3 separate regions of the Mus musculus genome follow, and all the other regions are linked to region 3. A link is a contact called in public HiChIP or PLAC-seq and promoter capture Hi-C data. All regions are on one chromosome and are shown on one strand. Each heading gives the region's core, a stretch centred on a gene start, on an enhancer-like site or on the middle of the called end of the contact. The rest is flanking DNA. Distances are from core to core; before and after follow the strand shown. Region 1 holds the start of Nlgn3 (neuroligin 3). Region 2 holds the start of Ogt (O-linked N-acetylglucosamine (GlcNAc) transferase (UDP-N-acetylglucosamine:polypeptide-N-acetylglucosaminyl transferase)). Region 3 has its middle 33 kb from the start of Itgb1bp2.

Evidence for each region. Promoter capture Hi-C pulls out the DNA fragments that hold promoters and counts their contacts. HiChIP or PLAC-seq counts read pairs in DNA pulled down with a chosen protein or histone mark.
Region 1: a promoter capture Hi-C map of embryonic stem cells shows a contact between it and region 3. The contact joins the promoter of Nlgn3 here to the enhancer-like site in region 3. A contact is called at or near these places in 10 of 39 promoter capture datasets (the 3T3-L1 cell line, the HPC-7 cell line, the SN4741 cell line and 7 more), 1 of 115 datasets of contacts at active chromatin or transcription factors (embryonic stem cells) and 3 of 9 other capture datasets (adipose tissue, liver and pancreatic islet).
Region 2: a contact with region 3 is called in an H3K27ac HiChIP or PLAC-seq map of embryonic stem cells, with 11 read pairs. The contact joins the promoter of Ogt here to the enhancer-like site in region 3. A contact is called at or near these places in 1 of 39 promoter capture datasets (pre-B cells) and 3 of 115 datasets of contacts at active chromatin or transcription factors (astrocytes, embryonic stem cells and microglia).

What each region holds. Positions count from the first base shown.
Region 1 is chrX:101,296,891-101,300,962 of GRCm38.p6, reverse strand. Nlgn3 (neuroligin 3) reads right to left here and starts at 1,784. Exons shown (of 7, transcript NM_172932.4): 1 at 1,667-1,784. It overlaps Med12 (mediator complex subunit 12), which reads right to left. Exons shown (of 45, transcript NM_021521.2): 44 at 3,963-4,044; 45 at 2,029-3,776. The coding sequence ends at 3,733.
Region 2 is chrX:101,638,534-101,642,121 of GRCm38.p6, reverse strand. It overlaps Ogt (O-linked N-acetylglucosamine (GlcNAc) transferase (UDP-N-acetylglucosamine:polypeptide-N-acetylglucosaminyl transferase)), which reads right to left and starts at 2,071. Exons shown (of 22, transcript NM_139144.4): 1 at 1,800-2,071. The coding sequence starts at 1,836.
Region 3 is chrX:101,480,227-101,484,178 of GRCm38.p6, reverse strand. No RefSeq gene overlaps it. Among named protein-coding and RNA genes, the nearest start is that of Itgb1bp2, 33 kb to the right of the region's middle. Within about 2 kb of position 2,353, at least 10 of the 459 cell types and tissues checked have an H3K27ac peak or open chromatin away from gene starts, as enhancers often do. A contact at or near this core is called in embryonic stem cells, where this site is marked.

The sequences.
Region 1 (4,072 bases), core at 535-3,034, 180 kb after region 3:
AATCACACATACCCGCATAGGTAAATATCCAGACACAAGTGGCATAATGGTGACACATAGGTGGAGACAGAAACAGAAATAGCAACACGCTCAGACACACACAGGCCTTCTGACACAGTTACAGTCAACACATATACACGGGCACACAGACATGTGTGTCCCACATGGATACACAAACACTTAATGTGCACACATGCACACATTTGTGTGTATGCACGCACGCGTGCACACACACACACACACACAGTCACATTTAGTTTTCCCCCATTTCTCCCGCCTTCCGAGATTTCAGGCCTGTTCCTTTAAGAAGTGGCTGAAGGGGTGGGGGAGGGAGATTGGGACCGACCAGCAATCGGCAATCGGCCACCATGGGAGGGGAATGAGAATGTGTGTGTGTGTGTGTGTGTGTGTGTGAAAGAGAGACAGAGAAAGACAGAGACAGGGAGGGAGAGACAGAGAGAGACAGAGACAGAGAAGGAGGGAGAGACAAGAGACAGAGAAAGATGGGGAGGAAAGCAGGCAGGCGGGTAAAGTGACTAAAGGGATGGGGGCTTAGAGGAAATGGGGAGCAAAGTATGGGGTGGGGAGATCCCAGACACTGCCCAGAATGCACCCGGGTGGAGAGGTGGAGGGGAAGGGGAAGGGGAAAGAAGGGGTAGGAGTAGGGAGGTGGGGCAGGAGGGAGTGGGTGGGTGTGTATATGGGGGGGGGGTTAGTCCGCAGCTGAGTTCACACAATCCCCCCATTCACCGTCTCCATGGCAACTCTGGGGCACAGACCGCTCATTCACACAGCTTCCCCGCCAGCACCCCCCCATTAACCCCCTCGATGCTGCCCCCACCTCACAAATTCCATTAACCCTTTCTAGAGGCCTTCCTCTCCCGTAACCCTTCCGCGCCAAATGCCAAATTCCCCTGTTGAGTCAATTCGCTGCAGCCCCTCCCTCTGGTGAACACCTAGACAAACCAACCGACCCCCAAATGCCCTCTGTACCCTAGGACCCACTGTGAGTTAGTTCCCAAGGCCAAGATCTCCATTCTGGTCCAACTTGCAATTTGGGAGAAGACAAGGGAGGCAGCAATGCTGGGATGAGAATGGCATCTAAGGGGACTTTGGGGGCTGGAGCAGTCTTGGGCAAGGGGCATTGTGCTGGAATGGATCAGTGTTGAGAACTGCAGTATTGGGGGCTATGTGGGTTTGGAACGATATTAGAGGATGAAATTGCCTTAGAATGGGGAGGCTAGAATAAAGGCCTCCATTGGGTGGGGGGGCTGCAGAGAGTGGGGGAGGGAACCTGGCTGTAAGATGCTATGATGGAAGGGGTGTGGGGGTGCACTGCAGGAGAGAGGGTATTGGCAATGTGCAATCCTTGAATGGGGCTGGGGGCTCTGGTTAGGGGTATTTTTTGGTGAGCATGCAGGCTGGATGATAGAAATAGAGAAACCATGGGCGGAAGGATGATAGGGATGCAGGATTTAGGGAGGAGGTAGAGGAGAGAAGCAAAGTGAGGGAGGGCCGGGAGGTCAGGGGTACCTATGGAGAACACGGGGTTGAGAAGGATGGGAGCCACTGGCCGGGGAGGTGGAGGGACCCGGGATTGGGAGGGGACAGGATTGGGAAAGGTATGGGCAGCTAGAGGATGAGAGACCGAAGCAGGCGGCCTCACCTGTTCCCTAGGCGGCTGCAAACGATTGAACCAGGCCACGGACCACCCATATCGCCTCCAGGCCAAGGGCTCCGCACCCGAATCTCCGAGATCAGCTCTCCGGCAGCCTGGCTGCTGTGCCCGCGCACCAAGGGGGCGCGCTGCGCGTGCCCGGACACGGGGTGGGGGGGGCGCGGTCCCTGGCATTAACTCCTTTTGTGCCAGTGATGGCTCAAGTCCTGGGGCATGGCCCAATCCCCCCACCACACACACACACACACACACACACACACACACACACACACACACACACACACCCACCACGTCAGGCAAGCTCTGCTCCTGTCCCCCACCCTCACATTCCAAGCTATCAGACAGGTAGGTGATTTTCCAGGAAAACAAATCCAAACTTTATCGGCAAAGCTTGAGACCTTGATACAGGGAGAAACTGAGGCACTGTATGGAGAAGATCCAGTTTCTTGCCACAAAGCCCTCATTTGGCAAGCATCACCTCTCCTTAGCACCAGCACCACCCAAGGTGCAATCACCAGTGGGGTCACTTTTCCCTCATCCTGTTACCTCCCAGAGGTCAATGTCATTCACTTCTGCTGCTTCTGTCAAGGTGGATTGGATTCAGTCTCAAAAGACCAGTTCTCGCCCCATTCTGGTTTCTACCCCCACCCCAATAGCTAATGTTTTTATCTAGTTTCTATATGTAATACACCTATCCACTTGACCTAGCACACATACACCATTAAATCCCTGCTGAACGTCCCTTATCCTAGCCAAACTTCTACCCCTTGGGCTGCTTCCAGGATAGAGCAAGTCAAGAAAAAAACTGCTTCAGTTGTGCTGGCTTTACCATACCTGGGAGCCCCGTTCCTTTCTCACGACTTGAGGAAGTCCTGTATGTAGATGGGCTTTGTGGGCTCAGAGATATTTTTAAAAATGACTTGGATATTCATCAGTTGGCACTCAAGCTTTTAAGGGCATAACTGACACCTCCCAGTGATAGGGTGTAATTATAGATTGGGGGTATACTCCAGTTATCACCCAACCTGGGGGTACCCTCCAGTTATCACCCAACCACCAGACTAATGTAGACTTCTTCTAGTCCTAGCTGAGCAGAAATTGTCATAAAGTAGCTGGGGCCCCCAGCGCAGCCTTGGATTGAGGGCCTAAGGCAAACAGACCACAGAGATGGTGAGACCAGCCCAGCCCTTGTTTCAAAAGTGACTCTGAAGGAAATTTTGGGTTGAGAGTGAGAAACAGTCACTCTGGGAAACTGCCAAGGTGGGTTGTATGAAAACATGGGGTTCCAGCAGGTCAGGGAGAAACAGGTGTGGCATCCTGCTTGTCTCTCTTCCTGCTAGAACTAGTCGGAACTTCTGTCACATCACATGCCATCTCATGCGCACAGACAGCAACTATTTAGAAATGTTCCCTTCAGAGAAGTTCTCTAGTTAGCTTGGTGTATTTGTGGGGACTACATGAGACGACACAATGACAGGCATTGTCTGGCATCTCTACCCTACTCTCATCTGGAGTGTTGTGGAAGGATGATGGGGTTGCACTGGTTTCTCTCCAGCCCAATGAGCCCCCCCTCTAGTGGCACATCCCCAGTGGGAAAAAGGCTGTCATGAAGCTGCACTGTTGAGTTGAGGACCAAGGGCTTGGAGCTCATTCGGGTTGCTTTCGAGCAGGGAACCAAGTGTAGCAGTGCAGCGAGAACTCAGAAATGCAAAGGCAGAGGGTGAGGAGGGAGACGATGCAGAAGGCATGAAGCTTCTTAGTGATTCATCCTTTCCCCGGTACTCTCACAGGAGACCCTTCCATGTGTACATTCACACACTTCTTTTGCAAAGAAGCTCTGTGTATTGAGTGCAGCAGCTCTAGGATCTCTATATAAATAATATACAAAACCCAACAGTTCAATGTTTCACATTAACAAAAATACTAAAAATTCATTAAAAATGGAGCCTGAGGGAAGGACCCCAACCACTACTGGAGCTCGCCCAGGAAGGGGACTGGGAATTAAGCAGAAAGGCTGGGCCACATCCAGTGTACAAGCAGTTCCTCCAGGTGACTCAGTAGCGTCCAAATATGTTGGTGCTGGGCTGTGGCTGGGTATCTGTGAAAAATGAGAGACTGTCAGGGTAGAAGGGCTCATATTCATAAGGAAAGCTAGTGGGCTGGGAAGGAAAGGGGAAGGGGGAATGGGACCTCCACAATCTGGACCTGAAGCGAGCACCTCGGCCACCTCTGCCTACCCCATCCCCTCTTCCCCAGATTCTTCTTTGGAAGGATATAGGCTTACTAGAGAGCTGTTGTTGAAGTTGCCGGACCAAAGCTGCTGTCTGTTGCTGCTGCTGGGTCTGCTGCAGGCCCTGGCGCTGGAACTGGATTAAAAATGGAAAGTGGAAGATA
Region 2 (3,588 bases), core at 822-3,321, 160 kb before region 3:
ATAACAAAAAATGCTTTTGTTCTGAAGGACTTGATTTAGTTAACATAATAAAAGCCAAAATCCAGGTGCTCGCCTAAGGCTCGGCTGTAAACATTTATCTCCACAATAATTCATTATTAGGAATTCAAGGATAACACTCTAGAGATTAGAATGGGAAACCACAGACCTGGTACTTAATTTTAACCAAGGTCATGGGGACAAGCTCAAATTTGAGCCAGGCTTTCCCATACCAGAGCAATTTCTGCACAGCTAACCACAAAAACAAAGACCAAAAATATTTGTGTCCAAATCTGAGGTTGGAGCTAGAAGATCAACTAGAAAATTACATGTTAGACAAGAACGTAGCACTTTCTAGCTCCTAAATTTAGCACATTACCTATCACTTTCCAAAGTCACATATCTGCTCTTTTAATACTGGAAATGACCATTTCTTCAAATAAAGTTAACAGTCAGAAAAGAGCAAGTTCTTACAAAAACCTACGACAGAATCTTACATTTTTGAAAATCATGATGGGGAAACAGAAAGGTGGAAATCTTGATCCCATTCCCATCTATTAAGGATGAGATACTATTTTAGAGTCATCTATTTATCTCACAATATTCAAAATCGTCAACTAAAACCTAGACACTGAGAAACAATAACCTCTCGGGAACCTTAGAGCTGCAGCCTGGTTCCCCATCCCCTCCCGCCCCAAACAGCCTCAATCTGGAAAGGCAGTTGAAGGACACTCCTACAATTTGGTTGTTTTCTTATTTTCTGTAGCAAAGGCTTGGAGATGCATCGTTGAAAAGAGGCAACCGCTTTGCACTTGTGCAGCTACACTCCAGTTGCTTTACAAACTCTTCAAGCAAGGATGGAAACTTAAAAAAGAAATAATAATGCACACCCTATGGATAAAGAGATACTGGGCTAAAGAATGGGGATGAAAACCCAGAGGCCATGGCGGAGGAATACATAGAGAAAGTAACACAAAGAAAGAGAATTAGGAGGGCGGGCAGGGTGGTCGCCGCCAAGCAACACACCGAGGTGGTTTCTTCCCTGAGGATAAGAAACGACTGTCGGGCTGGCACGTTCGCAGAGGAAGGGTGTGGTTGCAACAAGCAGGGAGGGCTGACCAGGGTAGGAAACTCCGTACTGGGGCAGCGGGTGCAATTGGGTGATGGCTAAGAGAACCCCTGGAAATTTCCAACCTAAATCGGGGCCGCTCAACCCAAGAACACAAGGCGCTGCCCCGGCGGGGTGCGGGCTCAAGTAGCTCTTCTTGGTGCTACTTGGAAGCACACCGAGGAGCCTTCGCTAGTCATGCCTGATGCAAAGTGAGGCTAGGATTACACCGAAATAGCATCCCCGCCCTAGCCTGGCAAAGGAGGACCAAATGTGGCTAAGGGAAAGGGGCTTTGGGGAGGAGGTGGAAGCGCACGGGAGGGAGCGACGGGCTGAAATTGAGGGAGAAAACAGTTGCGACGGGAGACAGAAATTGCAGAGATTCCAATGCAGCCCATTCCAAGACACACTAAGCGCGCACGTGTGCTATAGATTCGTCCCGAGAGAGAAGGCTACAACACTGATGGGATAAAGCAACAACGAAAAAGCCCCCAAAGCAAGCAAAATGCAAGCAAGCAACTAGAGAATGTTTACGAACGGACGGCAGCACCAAACCCGATCAGATAGCAGTAGAACTCGAGAGCTCAGTAATGCCACTGATGTAATGGGGATGGTCAGAGGGAAGTAATGAAAGATACAAGACGGCGCCAGACCCCAAAGGGACGTCTGCCAGAGTAGAATGGGACACTAGTACCTGTACTGTCGGCCACGTTGCCCACGGAAGACGCCATCTGGAGCTTCTTGAGATAGAACAAGGGGTAATTGACTTCTACTGCCGCCACTACTGACAAGAATGGTTCTAGAAGTAGCAGAAAAAAGGCAGCAGCCGTATCAGTGTTTTGAAGGGCTCAGGGGGCGGCACAGAATACTGAACTCGAATCTTAGGAACTCTTGGTAGACATCTACCTCTCACTGTCTTGAAATGGCGGCGAGGGCTCCTCGACCGAAACAACACAAGCCGGAACTACTTTCTGTTATAATCAAGTACCCCGCGGAGGTAGCGCGTAACAAGACTACCGACCAAGTGACTGTAATCAAAGTCATTTGCTCTTACGTAACCTTCCGCCCAAGGTCCATTGCGACAAACATGACTGTAGAGAGCGCATGCGACAACCCTGTCTAGGCAACTCCGGGTTAAGGGCTCCCTATGGGGCAAGAGCCAGCAAGTTTTTAAGAGCAAGGCGGAAGGGCAAAAAACGCCCGTCGATTACTTTTTTTTTTTTTTTTTTTTTTTTTTTTTTTGGCAAGCGCTAAAGTACGAGTCTACTACCTGGTCAGTGATGTCGATGTTAGAATGTCAGAGCGTCTAGAAAAGTTTAATTAACTCCATTCAACAGAAAAGGGTAGTTTACACGACCAACGTGTTAGTTCTAAGCAAGTAAACGCGAATATTTGCGTTTCAGAGACGGGGCTGTTCAAAACAATGGGGGAGCCGGTTCGATTTGAATGCTTTTTGATTCAGACTCCACCCATGAATTTAAGTACTTTGATGAGAAAAACGGACAGTCTCCCTGAGCTGAGTGAACCCAAATGTGTTCGATTTGAACCATATAACCCTAAAATTCAAAATCGTTTGTGAGATTCGGGATGGTAACAGGGTAAATGCTAGGAGTTTGCATGTCAAAAGCAACCACAGAAATGTTAAAGAGGATGCCTTTTTCCTCAAAATTCCTGATCCTGAATTGTGACCTTGTTTCGTCAGAATCATTAAGGACTGCAAATGCCTTGGAGCTTAAGGCAATTCAACAAAGCAAACTGTGTTCCTTTGCCTTCTTCCTAAACCACACAACTACAATGAATTTCCAATTGCCTTCCTTTGACAAAACAGCTCTTTGGATCCTCTTACGGTTTCAAGCCCAGTGTTTGGACATTTTTGTCACATTGTTATTAATTTATATTTCCTGCCTTGTTCCTTGACAGTTTTAAGACACGTCACTAAGTGATTATTACAAGCCACTGGGGACTACAGTTAGCTCTCTTAGAGTCTTTCCGTTTCAAAACTCTTTGATCTAGGAAAAATTAGTGAGCTTGTGTAAAAATGTTTGCTGTCTAGCTCCTTGGTGAAATAAAAAACAAATCCTCAAAGGCTGTTTCAGTTTCTTGAGATTGCCAAACAACCTATGAACTTTGGATTATGAGTGCAGAAAAAGTTGATAATATTGTTCATTTCTTCTGCCCCACAGAACCACAACATGTAGTAAAAAAGAAAGCTTGCCATTCAAACTCTCCTGGATATTGATTGGCCTTATCTTTTCATTTGATACACCTGGCAAGCCCCAAACCCACCAAGTGATCCACCTTTGTTGAAAGAACTCAGCTTTTCCTCATTAAGAAAGGCAACTCAGATTCTACTAGCAGATGTTTAGGCCTTCTTGATTAGTGCGTGATAGTTAATTAAGTAAAAAGTCGTTAAATGTCAGGTCATGCTCCCAGTCGGACAGCTATTTGACTCATAGAAAACTGATCTGGGGTTCCCTCATCTG
Region 3 (3,952 bases), core at 1,104-3,603:
GCATGCAGACAAGACTCCTGAACACATAAAAATAAAAGAAAATAATTAAAGCTTAGGTTTGACTCCCAGAAGTATAATAATAGCAACAAAAATTAACTGCAGATCAGATCAGTAGCGTGTACCTGCCACATACTCAGGAGACTGAGACAGGAGAATTGCAAACTTGAGACCAAACTGTAGAACTTAGTGAGATGTTAGGGATGTTTTGTGCATTGTGTATTCAATTGCTGATTTCTGTACCCAGAGATCTAGTTGCAGTCAGTAATTTGGTATTATTATTATGAGGCACCCCCAGACTCAGTATTTTGTAAAACATTTTTCTCTATCCCCTGATTGGTCAAATAAAGAGCTCAACAGCCTATAGCTGAGCAGGAGAGGAAAAGGCAGCACTTCTGTGCTTAGAGAAAGGAAGAGGGTCTCAGGTAAGACCAAATGAAGGAGGGGGACTAAGATGACAGGTAAGGGACCATGCAGCTGGGAAGTTGGCTAGCTTAGAATAGTGCCAGCTATAGTGCTAGCTTATTCATAAATATAAAGGTCTCCTTGCCAAAGCAAGGATGGGCATAGAAAAGCCTCTTACTTTTACAGTGAGGACCTGTCTCTCTCTCTCTCTCTCTCTTTTTTTTTTTTTTTTTTTTTTTTTTTTTTTTTTGGTTTTTTGAGACAGGGTTTCTCTGTATAGCCTTGGCTGTCCTGGAACTCACTTTGTAGACCAGGCTGGCCTCGAACTCAGAAATCCACCTGCCTCTGCCTCCCAAGTGCTGGGATCAAAGGCATGCACCACCACCGCCCTGCTTGAGGACCTGTATTGAAATAAAAAAGGGACCGGTAATGTAGCTCAGTGGTAGAGTGCAGGGCCTTGGGTTCACTTTCCAGTATTGAAAAAGATCAAATGGTAGCCAGGTGAGATGATGTTCACTCGGACATTCAGAAGACTATGGCACAATTTCTTGGGCCAGTCAGGGCCAAATATCTTTTTCTTGTTTTTAATGTTTTTTTAAAAAAGATTTATTTTATGAATGTGAGTACACTGTTGCTGTCTTCAGACACACCAGAAGAGGGCATCAGATCCCATTACAGATGGTTGTGAGCCACCATATGATGGCTGGGATTTGAACTCAGAACCTCTGGAAGAACAGTCAGTGCTTTTAACTGCTGAGCCATTCTCCAGCCCCCATTTTTAATGTTTTAAAACAAAAAAATTCTCACATTCATTTAGTGTGTGTGTATGTATGTATGTATGTATGTATGTATGTGTGTGTGCACACACATATGTCTACATTTGTGTTTCCACATACAGTGCACATGTTGAAGTCAGAGGGTAACATGTAGATTCTGTGTATCAAACACAGGTACTCAGACTTGGCAGGAAATGAACCAATATCCACTGAACCATCTCCCTGGCTCTGTTTTTATATGTTAGCATTACTTTGTTTTGTTTTTGAGACACGGTCTTACTATGTAGCTGTGGCTGACTAGAAACACAAAGCAATATTCCTGCCTCAGCCTCCCAAGTGCTAGGATTATAGTGTACAACCCTATGGTCACCTAGCTCAAATCCAGGCTCTGTATATACAAAAGTCTGTGTATATGTATGTTTGGTGGTATATGTTTACATAGGTTTGTGTATAGGATACACATACATGTGGAAGTTTTCCCCTATTGCCTTACACCTTTTCTTTGAGACAGGATTTCTCACTGAACCTGAAGCTCACTGATTGAACTAAACTGTCTGGCCAGTGAGCGAGCCCCAGGGATACAGAGATCTGTAACTCCAGCCTAGCAATGGGGCTCCAGATATATGGTGCTATCGCCAGCTTTACGCAGGTACATTTGACCCAGAGAACCATCTCCCTAGATCACAGATCCAGTTTCTTTTCTTTTCTTTTTTTCTTTTGAGACAGGTTCTCTTTGCATAGCCCTGGCTGTCCCAGAACTAGCTCTATAGACAAGGTTGGACTCAAATCCATAGAGATCCACCTGCCTCTGTCTCCCAAGTGCAGGAATTAAAGGGGTGTGCCATCATTGCCTGGCTGGATCCAGTTTCTTTTTTAAAGTGTGAATGCATTTCTATTACTGGCAGTGAAAATTACAAAAGCCAGGGGATCTGCTAGCCTCTTCTGGCTTACATGGGAACTTCAGGCACATAGGGCAGATACAGAGATGCAGGTATACATACATACACATGTAATATATATTAAAAAGATGCCTCATCATAGATTGAAAGGTAGTGTATAATGCCAAGTTCTGCTTGGTCATACGTAAGGGACTGCATTGCATGACTTGGTTCCTGTCCCTGGAACAGAGCAGCAGGACCCAGAACGATCCAGACCAGACAGGCAGATTCCTGAGTTCAAGGTCAGCCTAGGTCGAGGCGTGGTTGGAATGGTAATTCCAGGGCTAGGTCCCACTGAGCTCTCTAATTGTCTGTGTTTCGGTTGCTGTCTCTTCTTAACAATCAAGGGGCTAAGGTCATGGAATGCTGATTCCTGGGATGGTCAAGAGGGAACCTGGAATAAATAACCGGATTGATATGTATTTGAAAACTGGGCTTTTAGTCTGTGTTGGGATGAGCTAGCAGAAAGTGACGGCAGTTCCTGTTTAGAATTTGTTTCTGTAGAAAGCTGAGGTATCTGGGAAGCTCTGCAAACACGGTTCTTCACTATTTTTTTTTATAACAGAATGTCTGATTTTGGTCAGAAAAATCCATGGACAGCAAGCACAGCTCTTTTAGAATTTTTCAAAGCTCTTTTAGAATTTTTTTCTAATAGGATTTCTGACCTCAAATTCCAAGAATTACTTAGAGAGCTCTTTCAGAAGGTTTGCTAGCAGCTATCCAGAGAAGGCTGTCTGAAGACTGAACACAGATCTTTTAGAATGTTTTCTGGCTTTCTGATTTTGATTGGAAAACCCAAGAATTATGTTTAGAATTTTTCTAACAGGATTTCTTAATTGGTCCGAAGATTCAATTTTTTTTTCCTTTTTTGGTTTTTCGAGACAGGGTTTCTCTGTATAGCCCTGGCTGTCCTGGAACTCACTTTGTAGACCAGGCTGGCTTCAAACTCAGAAATCTGCCTGCCTCTGCCTCCCAAGTGCTGGGATTAAAGGTGAGCATCACCTCCACCTGGCAAAAGCCTGCTTTCTTATAGAACCCAGGACCACCAACCTAGGGATGGCACTACCCACAATAGGTTGGGCTATCTCCCATGGATAACTAATTGAAAAACCACCTTACAGTTGGATCTCATGGAGACATTTCCTCAACTGAGGCTCCTTCCTCTCTAACTTGTATCAAGTTGATAGAAAACTATCCAGTATACCCTGTCTCAAAAACATGTTGTTATAAAACCCACCCTAATAATAATACAGGGTCCAAAGGAACCGCAAGTAGACAACATACTACTAAAACAATAAAAACCAAAGAATGTTCAGAGGACTTACTTATGGATTTCAAAACTCACTGCAAAGCTTGAGTAATGAAAACTGTGGTCCTGATGCTGGGGATGTAGCACCTGTCAGTGATACAGTGTTTTGCATGTGACAAATCCATGCTACTAAAGCACTCCATCACTGTGCTACACTCTCAGGCCTCCTAACCATTTGAAAATGTACAGTACACTATTGTTTACTATATTCAACACACAATATATATCTCAAAGAAAATTAAACATATTCATTCTACTTCAGACCATTGCCTATCATCTCCCCACTTTCTCTATGCCTCGCAGAATCCACTTATCACCATTCTGCTCTCTGCTTCATCAAATTTAACTATAATTGAGAAAATCCAGTAATTGCAGCACTACTCACAATAGCCAAATTGTAGAGCTCAGCCTAAGCACACATGCACAGATGAATGGATAAGGGAAAAGGTAATATGTGTGCACAGAATGAAACCCTATTTAGGTTTGAAATAAGAACCTCTGGGGGCCAGTGAGATGGTTTAGGTGGT